Regions from separate parts of the Mus musculus genome. Here all the other regions are linked to region 1. Evidence: chromatin contacts called from public ChIA-PET and HiChIP or PLAC-seq data. All regions are on one chromosome and are shown on one strand. The core of a region is the stretch at or near the end of the contact, and the rest is flanking DNA. Distances in the headings are between cores, read along the strand shown. Region 1 holds the start of Mbd3 (methyl-CpG binding domain protein 3). Region 2 holds the start of Ndufs7 (NADH:ubiquinone oxidoreductase core subunit S7). Region 3 holds the start of Pwwp3a (PWWP domain containing 3A, DNA repair factor).

The links. ChIA-PET counts read pairs in DNA pulled down with a chosen protein or histone mark. HiChIP or PLAC-seq counts read pairs in DNA pulled down with a chosen protein or histone mark.
Region 2: a contact with region 1 is called in an RNA polymerase II ChIA-PET map of memory CD8 T cells, with 2,281 read pairs. The contact joins the promoter of Ndufs7 here to the promoter of Mbd3 in region 1. A contact is called at or near these places in 11 of 39 promoter capture datasets (the 3T3-L1 cell line, 3T3-L1-derived adipocytes, embryonic stem cells and 5 more), 6 of 115 datasets of contacts at active chromatin or transcription factors (the SCID.adh cell line, embryonic stem cells, memory CD8 T cells and 1 more) and 4 of 9 other capture datasets (adipose tissue, embryonic stem cells, liver and 1 more).
Region 3: a contact with region 1 is called in an H3K27ac HiChIP or PLAC-seq map of embryonic stem cells, with 6 read pairs. The contact joins the promoter of Pwwp3a here to the promoter of Mbd3 in region 1. A contact is called at or near these places in 6 of 39 promoter capture datasets (the C10 cell line, cranial neural crest, fetal liver and 3 more), 2 of 484 Hi-C or Micro-C datasets (forebrain and regulatory T cells), 6 of 115 datasets of contacts at active chromatin or transcription factors (the SCID.adh cell line, effector CD8 T cells, embryonic stem cells and 2 more) and 2 of 9 other capture datasets (adipose tissue and liver).

What each region holds. Positions count from the first base shown.
Region 1 is chr10:80,398,260-80,400,993 of GRCm38.p6, reverse strand. Mbd3 (methyl-CpG binding domain protein 3) reads left to right here and starts at 1,463. Exons shown (of 7, transcript NM_001306143.1): 1 at 1,463-1,776. The coding sequence starts at 1,763.
Region 2 is chr10:80,248,013-80,250,756 of GRCm38.p6, reverse strand. Ndufs7 (NADH:ubiquinone oxidoreductase core subunit S7) reads right to left here and starts at 1,308. Exons shown (of 8, transcript NM_029272.4): 1 at 1,266-1,308. The coding sequence starts at 1,281. It overlaps n-TFgaa3 (a tRNA gene), which reads left to right and starts at 1,721; the gene lies at 1,721-1,793. It overlaps n-TNgtt7 (a tRNA gene), which reads right to left and starts at 1,598; the gene lies at 1,525-1,598.
Region 3 is chr10:80,225,286-80,228,158 of GRCm38.p6, reverse strand. It overlaps Pwwp3a (PWWP domain containing 3A, DNA repair factor), which reads right to left and starts at 1,561. Exons shown (of 14, transcript NM_023431.5): 1 at 1,455-1,561.

The DNA.
Region 1 (2,734 bases), core at 214-2,713:
CAAAAATAGAGAATTGAGAACCCCAGTGTCAATTTTCTGCTGCCATTCTCACATGCAAAAATCTGTCAGACACCAAGCCTGGCTTAATCCCAGCACCTGGGAAGCAGGGGGCAGAAGGATCTCGGAGTTCAAGGCCAGGGAAAGCTACAAAGTCAGACTCTGACTCAAAAATACAAAACACTAATCCCAGCCTCCATGTCCCCCTGACCTTCTTCACTGTGATCTGATCTCTCCTCCTGATCTGGGGACCCAAATCCTAGCTCATAAAATACAGTTCCTGAGCTCCAAAAATTGCAGGCAAGACAAAGATCTTTAAATGTGTTGTGATTTCACCTCATGATCCCTTGGCAGCTCTCCTTGTCAGGGAGGGTCCCCTTTCAAAGAGAGGTCTTCCAGGTACTGTATAATGGAAGCCTGGGTGAGAAGGTAGTTGGCCTTCAGGCATGTTCCCTGGGTAAGTCTGGCTGGGCCTGAGTGGCAAAGCAGCCGACAGTACCAAGCAGGAGTAAGTGACCCCCCAGCTCCCTGTCCTCAGGGCTGCGGTAGACAAGGGGCGATAGTGCGAGTGACTCCATTCACTAACTTAGAAACCAGTTTTTGGTTTTGTTCTTCCTTCTGATGCTGGATCTAGTAAACTCCAAGCTGGTCTTGAAGTGCTTGATCCTCCTTCCTCCACTATCCCAGTGCTGAGATGGCAAGCACGTGCCACTATTCCTGGCCTGATTTTAGGGTATTGCTGTGTGGCCCAGGCTGGCCAGGAATGTTCTAAATAGGTTCGTGAGCCATCAAACTCAGGCTGGGGTGCAGCCTAACGGCAGAAAGTCTACCACGTGTAAGGTTCTGCTTTCTATTTTCAGTACTGCTGCAAAGAACAAACTTCTTAAATAGTTCTTGGTGAAGCCGGGAGTGGTGGTGCATTTCTGTCCTCGCAGTAACGCAATAGAGGCTGGGGCTGGAACAGCCGAGAGGCCAGAACGAAACGCAGAGGGAAGCAGGACTGCGTCGAAGGCCCCGAGTTGTACTCGATCTTTTTCACAAAGCCCAGGCGGGTCCCTGACAAACGCACACTGCGCAGGTGCAGCCCAGCGCGACCCCAGGACCAGGACGGCAGCTCGGGCGAAACTGCTCCAGCTTGGTACAGACCAGGTGCAGCACACACTGTGCTTCCGGAGTCTAGAGCGCAAACGCAATGGTTGTCCCACCCCGGCCACGCTGATTGGCTGTCCTTGTCTCAGAGCAGATTTATATGAGAAGTTAAGCACAGAACGAGGTTCTGAGCGCTGATTGGTCTCCATGCCCTGTGGGCGTCTCCCGCAAGGCGGGACGTAGCCAACTGTGCATTTTAAGCCGAGGAGCTGAAGTGATCTGATTGGCTTCACAGCCTTGGGGCGGGTCTTGAAGGCAAGCGAAGGCTGGGTCGGGGCCGCGGCTGCGCAGAGAGTCTGGACGGCAGTCAGACTGGTCCTGCGAGCGCGAAGGGGCGGGGCCGACTCCACGCCTGCGCAGACGAGCCCCACGCGCGGGCGGGTGGGCGGAGCGGCCCCCCTAGCGGGGGCTGTGAAGCGCGGGGAGGGGGCCGAGCGGGTGGCGAAGCCGGCGCGCGCCCGGCTGGGGGCGGAGGGCGGAGGCCCGTGGGACAGAACAGCTGCGGCGAGTGGCGGCGGCGGAGGGAGCCGAATCGGCGACGAGCCCGGGGGTCGCAACTTGCAGAAGCGGCGGCGGCGGCGGCATCGGCCACGGCGGGCGGAAAAGCCGGGGCGCAATGGAGCGGAAGAGGTGGGAGTGCCCGGCGCTCCCGCAGGGCTGGGAAAGGGAAGAAGTGCCCAGGAGGTCGGGGCTGTCGGCCGGCCACAGGGATGTCTTTTACTATAGGTGAATGAGCGCGCCGGCCGCGCAGGGCCCCAACGGGCGCCTCCCAGCGGCCTCTGCGGCGGCCTGGGCGCCCCGACTGCGGGCCGCGGTCTGGGCCGGGCGACGTGCGTCCGAGCGTGCGTCCGAGCGTGCGTCCTACGTGCCAGCTGTGGTCAGTGCGCACGCGCCGGCCATGGCTCGCCTCAGCGCGCATGCGTTGAACCCAGTGCCTTGCCTTTTGCTGATCCGCGCCACCCAGCGCTGCTGTGAGTGCGCGTGCGCCACGCCTGCAGCCAAGGCTTCAGCCTCGTGGCTTTTAGCCCGCCTGTGGCGCGGGCTTTTGTCCTCCAAGGAATCGGGGACCGTGCGCGCCGTGCGAGGGGCGCCCGGGCCTTGGCCAGACGCCGCTGGGAAGCGGGGGTGGGAGGGGGATGGGCTGACCCTTTGACCCTCGCGGGGACTTTATCATGGTTTCGGGAAGCAAGGGAACTGCCCCAGGTGGCCTGATCCCCTCACCTGCATAAATTTGGGTTTGGCTTCTTGTTCAGCAAAATGTCCCCCATTTTTATGGCGTTTCCAAAGCCCTTGCTCTTCTTGAGCGGTGGCCCCAAATGTAACATCACAGTGGCTTCTGACTAATGTGAATGTGGTTTTTGTGTGCAAGACTTTTTTATGAATAAGTCTGCTCTTTAAAAAATATTTTAAATTTTTTATTTATTTAATGCATGAGTGCTCTGCCTGCTTGAAGAGAGAGCATCAGATCACCCAATAGAAGGTTGTGAGCCACCATGTGGTTGCTAGCAATTGAACTCATGACCTCTTAGCCAACTCTCCAGCCTTTTTTTTTTTTTTTTTTTTTTTTTTTTGAGGCAGCGTCTACATA
Region 2 (2,744 bases), core at 59-2,558, 150 kb after region 1:
CAGCGTCCCAAGGGATGGGATCACAGCTGTACAGTACAATGCCTTACAGCAAACATCCTCCTTGTTGTCTCTAAGGTGTTAGTTTCTCCTTCAAATAGGACCACAGTAAGGTCTATTAACTGTCACCAGCAAGATCACAGCTGAGCCTGAGTGAATTCAGGCGCCAGCAGTCAACACCACGAATCACCAAGCCCTCCACTCTTCAAGGGGGCTACATCACAGCTGGGCTGGGTACAGTGGTGGGGTCTGTAACCCCAGCAATGAGAGACTGTAGCAGGAACATGAGTTTGATATGACTCTAGGCCACACAGGAAGACCCTATCTTTAAAAGAAAAAATAATGTTGGGTATAGTAGTAAGTCTGTCATCCTAGTATTTGGGGTCAGAGCCTGGAGGATCAGGAGTTCAAAGTCAGCCTCTTATACATGAGATCCTGTCTCCAAAGCAGGCATTTGGGGCTGGAGTTGTGTTGGCAGAGTCCCTGCCTGGCATGCACCAAGCTCTTAGTTCCATCCCTGGTGCTGTATAAATGGGCTTGACTGTGCACACCTGCCATCCCAGCATTAGCAGTGAAGGCATTCGGATGAAGCCTTCAAGATCACCCACAGTATAGAGTTTGAGCTAGGACCCATCAGACACTGTCTCAAAGCAACAACAAAACACAGAAGGAGTTAGACCCGACTTCCTGAGTTCTCCCACTCCTTATGTTAACACTGCAACCTGCTAGGCGATGGGAGGTTCCACTTAGCAACTGTCGCTCACGTCTACCAAACTGCACAGGTGTTTAATCCCTGTACATAAAGAGAAAGACACCAAAGCTTTGGCAGGGAAACTAAGACATCTGCTCTAGAGGCCCTTGCTAGCTGTCCAGGTTGGGGATGAGATGGAAAGAGCCACCGGGTGGGTGGCCTAAGTGTCCTGGGCCTCTCCCCTGTCCCACTCTGTGCTTCGGGGACATCAGCCGGGTTTCTGCAGTCAGCTTCCTGAGGTTGGAAGATACACAGGCCTCAGCGTTCCCGACTATAATCAGGGACGATAGCAGGAGGCCTGCAACTTGCTATGTAGACCATGCAGAACTGTGTAACGTGAATTCAAACATGCTTCGGCCTAATGCTAGACACCGACATTACCGAGGGCTGGGATCTGACCTATAGGTCTCTACGGTCCCAACGCCTCTCAACACTAGGCTTGGGCTCCAAGGTCCCCGCAGCGCCAGCTCGGAGCCCAGGACTACGCCACTCTCCCGACCGCAAGGGCTTCACTCACCCGCCAGCGCCGCCATCTTGGCCTCGGCCTTCAGACAACCTCTGCGGTCCGTCCTCCAAAGAGTTCCGGTTCTAGTCCAACGCCCAAATAGACACCAGCGGAAACCCGCACCACAAGCCGAGTGGTTCTGACCCGCTTTATACCTGTGGTCGCGTCCGCGCAGAGTGCGCCACGGTCGTCCTGTGACAAACAGGAAACAGCGACAAAATAAAGAACTTCCACTTTATTCAGTATTAGGGAATGAAAAAGTCGCTGTGGTCGTCCCTGGGTGGGCTCGAACCACCAACCTTTCGGTTAACAGCCGAACGCGCTAACCGATTGCGCCACAGAGACGACATTAGTCAGCTGCTTATAGTATAACCCTACAAGGTTTGACAGACAAATTGTGAAGTGCGCTTGCGCGCTAAAGCAATGGCACGGGGCGGAGGGAGGGTGTTACCGACAAACAGCGCGTCGCCGAAATAGCTCAGTTGGGAGAGCGTTAGACTGAAGATCTAAAGGTCCCTGGTTCGATCCCGGGTTTCGGCAAGTGTTTTTAACTCATTGATGAACCTGTCTTCCGTTTTTGAGATTTTTGATTCGTTTTGAACCACAGTCTTGAATTAGTCCAATCCAATGTTGAACTTTTACGTTCTATTTACATATTAGCAATCAGTCCTGCATTCTTCCAATTAATAGGTCTAAAGCCATTACTGACTATGAAATGTAAAAGTATCGGGGTGAATTGTTTACACACCTGTCAGACTAGCACCCCAGAGAAGCAGGAGGATGTGTACGAGGACAAGTTCTTCCTCTCAAAAAGCCAAAATTATTATTGTTGTTGGTAATGATGTTGTTAAGTAACTTTTTTTTTTTTTTCTTTTTTGGTTTTTCGAGACAGGGTTTCTCTGTATAGTCCTGGCTGTCCTGGAACTCACTCTGTAAACCAGGCTGGCCTTGAACTCAGAAATTCACCTGCCTCTGCCTCCCAAAGGTAACATTTTTTTAAAATGGCTCAGCAGAGCATTGGTTCCTCTTTCAAAAGAATGGGAATTCAATTCCCAGCATCCCATAACCTTCTAAAACTCCAATTCATGGGTCTCTGATGGCTCTTTTGATCTCTCCAGGCACCAGGCATGCATGCAGTCAAAACACCCACACATAAAATAATAAAGTAAAATGAATAAATGTAGGTGGTTAGTGAGCACTCTCTCCTATCACGCAGAAGACCCTGGTTCCACCTCGGCACCACATAAACAAGGCATGTGTGGCGTGCCTGTCATTCCAGCCCTGGGGAGGTTGAGGCAGGAGAGTTAGGAGTCCTTGGCTAGACAGCAAACTCAAGGCCAACCATGATAATGAGAATGATAAAGGTCTGAACTGGTTCAGTGGATAAAAGCAGTTGACTGCTGCTAGACCTGAGTTAGATCTCTAGATCCCACAAGGTGGCAGGAGAGAACTGGAGTCCGAAAGTTGTCCCAGGCATGGGTACCAATGGCT
Region 3 (2,873 bases), core at 312-2,811, 170 kb after region 1:
GCAGGGCCCTGGAATTTGAGGAAATGTCTTGTTTTCTGTAAATAAAATTTAACAGATCCCCTCTTTAAGGTTGCACGCAAACTATGCTGCAGCAGCAAAGCTCACAAGCCCTCCCTGCCTCGGGCCTGAAGGGTGGCTGCAGCACACACCACACTCCACATACCCCATTCCCTGGAAGGACAGGGACAGATGCAGGGTTCTGGCAGAAGCAGCCAGGGCTGTGAACAGAAATGGAAAGATGGGGGAAGGGGGACCAAAGCAGCAGGAAGGACGGCAGGAACAAGGGAACTACCAGCAGAAACAAGGGTTTATGTAGTAGAAGGGATCGTAGAAGCAGGAAAGGTTTTCCAGAGGGATTACAGGCAGCAGAGTTGGGGGAACAGGGTTCCCAGCAAGGATGGGAGTTCATTAAAGCAGGGTGGGGTTTCAGGAGATAACAAGGGCTCTGCAGCGTTATGGGAACTCAGACAACAAAAGATGAGGCTCAGGTAACAAGGACTGGGGTTTGGGCAGCAAATATGTCCATAGCAAAGAAAGAGGTTCAGGTAGGAGTCAGGTAAAAGAGGTGGGGTTTGCAGTAGGGAAACAAAGATGGGGTTCACAGAGGAACTGAGATTCAAGCTGCAGAAACTTGAGTTCAGCAGGAAATATAGGGTTTACAGCAATGAATGGGAGGTCAGGCTAGAGGGAGTTTGGGCGCGGAGACTGCGATTCTGACATGAAACTCAGAGTTCACAACAGGGATAAGGTTCGAGCAGCAAATTGGGGGCTTAGACTGCAGAGAGGGGGTCAAAGGGAAGAAATAAGGCAAGAAATCCAGAATTTTCAGCAAGGACATAAATTCAGGCTGCTGAGACAGGGTACCAAGCAGTAAATTCACGATTCAGGCGGCACGGGGTGTGTGTGTGTATGTGTGTAATGTTGGGTTGATACTGCAGAGGTCGAGGTATCCGGTCAATAAGGGGCCTCCAGCAGGAAACTCGGGGTCTTAGCAAGGACACGGGTTCAGGCTGCAAAAAAGGGGTATAAGGTAGGAAACTCGGGGCTCAGGTTGCAGAAGAGAGATATAAGGCCGGAAATACGGGGTTCAGGCTGCAGAAGATAGGGATCAGGCCGGAAATACGAGGCTCTCGGCAGGGATGGGGCTCAGGCTGCAGAGAAGGGGACTTAGGTCAGAAACACAGGGTTTGCACCAGGAAACGAGGTTCTCAGCCCCCCAGGGGCCTCGGCCGCACGTGGGCCCTGCGCAGAACCGGACGCGGCCCAGCTGGTCCAGCCCAGCCGCCGCCCTTCCCCAGGCTCTCCGCCTGCACCCCGCCCGGCCCTCCCCAGGCCGCAGCGGGCTCACCCACCCAGCCCGCCTGACGCGGCGTCCGAGCCTGAGCGACCAGGCCGCGGCGGTCCCAACGGCGGAAGCCCGCCCGCCAACCGCCGCCGCAAGCCCGCGCGCTCACCGCCTCCGCCGCCGCGCAGATCCCCGCGGGCTAGGGGCGGGGCCTGCCTCACAGCGGCGCCGAGTCCCGCCCGCGCCGCCGCCCAATGGGAACTGCGTACCTGCGCCTCGACCCCGCCCCCCAAGAGCGCGCCACCTCCTGCGGGCCACGCCTCAGCCCATCGGTCACGCCCTCCACCGCCTTCCCTCCTGCCCAACTTGTGGAGTGCGCGGCGAGGGCTCCCCCTGGGCCCGAGGCAGGGTAGACCGGGAGGCCCGCTCCAAGTCCCACCCCCCGCTGCTGGCCAATAAGAAGATGGAGCTCACATCATGGCCCCTCCCACAGACGGCGGCGGCCTCCCTAGACCACGCCTCAGCCCGTAGTCCACGCCCCAGTTTTCCTACATCCTGCAATGGTTCCTGAGACGGAAAGTGGGCCCTTTTTCCAGACAGATTTCCGCCTGCGAGCAGCTATGCGAAGACAGAGGGGGGTTGGGAAGGCGAAGGCCTCACGAGCTCCTCACAGACTTCTAGTACCTTCCAGCTTCCGAAGTAACCCGATTCCCACCCCAGAAGGAAGTTATCCCACCTATGTGGGAAAAAAAAAAAGCCATCCAGTGAGGATGCCCAAGTCCTGAAGTGGAAAATAGAATGTGAGATGGCCTCATACCTAGGTCCCCAAGCATAGTCAGCGACTGGGAGGGAGGGGGGCTGCATCCAGGACCTGTATCCATGGACTTTTCTAGAACTGGAAGTTTCCAGTTTGGCTGCCGACAAATGTTTTTGTTTTTGTTTTTTTGAGACAGGATCTTTCTGTATAGCTGTGGCTGTCCTGGTACTCACTTTGTAGAGACCAGGCTGGCCTCAAACTCTACCTGCCTCTGCCTGCCAAATGCTGGGATTAAAGGCGTGTGCCACCACTGCAGGTGAGGTTCACACTCAAATTCTTAACTAAGGCAGTTAGGCTGCTCACCTGAGCAATGTCACTGACCTGGTCTCTCATGACTGTTTTTCCTTTTTAAAATGGTTTACTTATTCCCATTTCATGCGCATTGGCGTTTGCCTGCATGCATGTCTGTGTGAAGCCATCAGATCTTGGAGTACTACAGGAAGTTGTGAGGGGCCACGTGGGTGCTGGGATTTGAACCTCCATCCTCTGGAAGAGCCATCTCTCCAACCTAAGTGTTTTTCTACTGTGCTTATTACAGATGGAGAACAAGTGTTGTTGTTGGCCACAGAGGTGAGATGACGGGCCTGCACCCTGGGTGTCATTAGGATGGTGGCTTGTGCCACAAGTGACATGGGGTCAGGAATCCCAGGCCCAGAAGCTTAGATGGCAGTACTAGGGTCTCCTGACAGCACTGGCCAAAGTGGGCAGTGTGTGTGTGTTCTAGGCCACTGATTCTCAGGTAATTCTCTTGAAGTGAGGATTGTCACATTG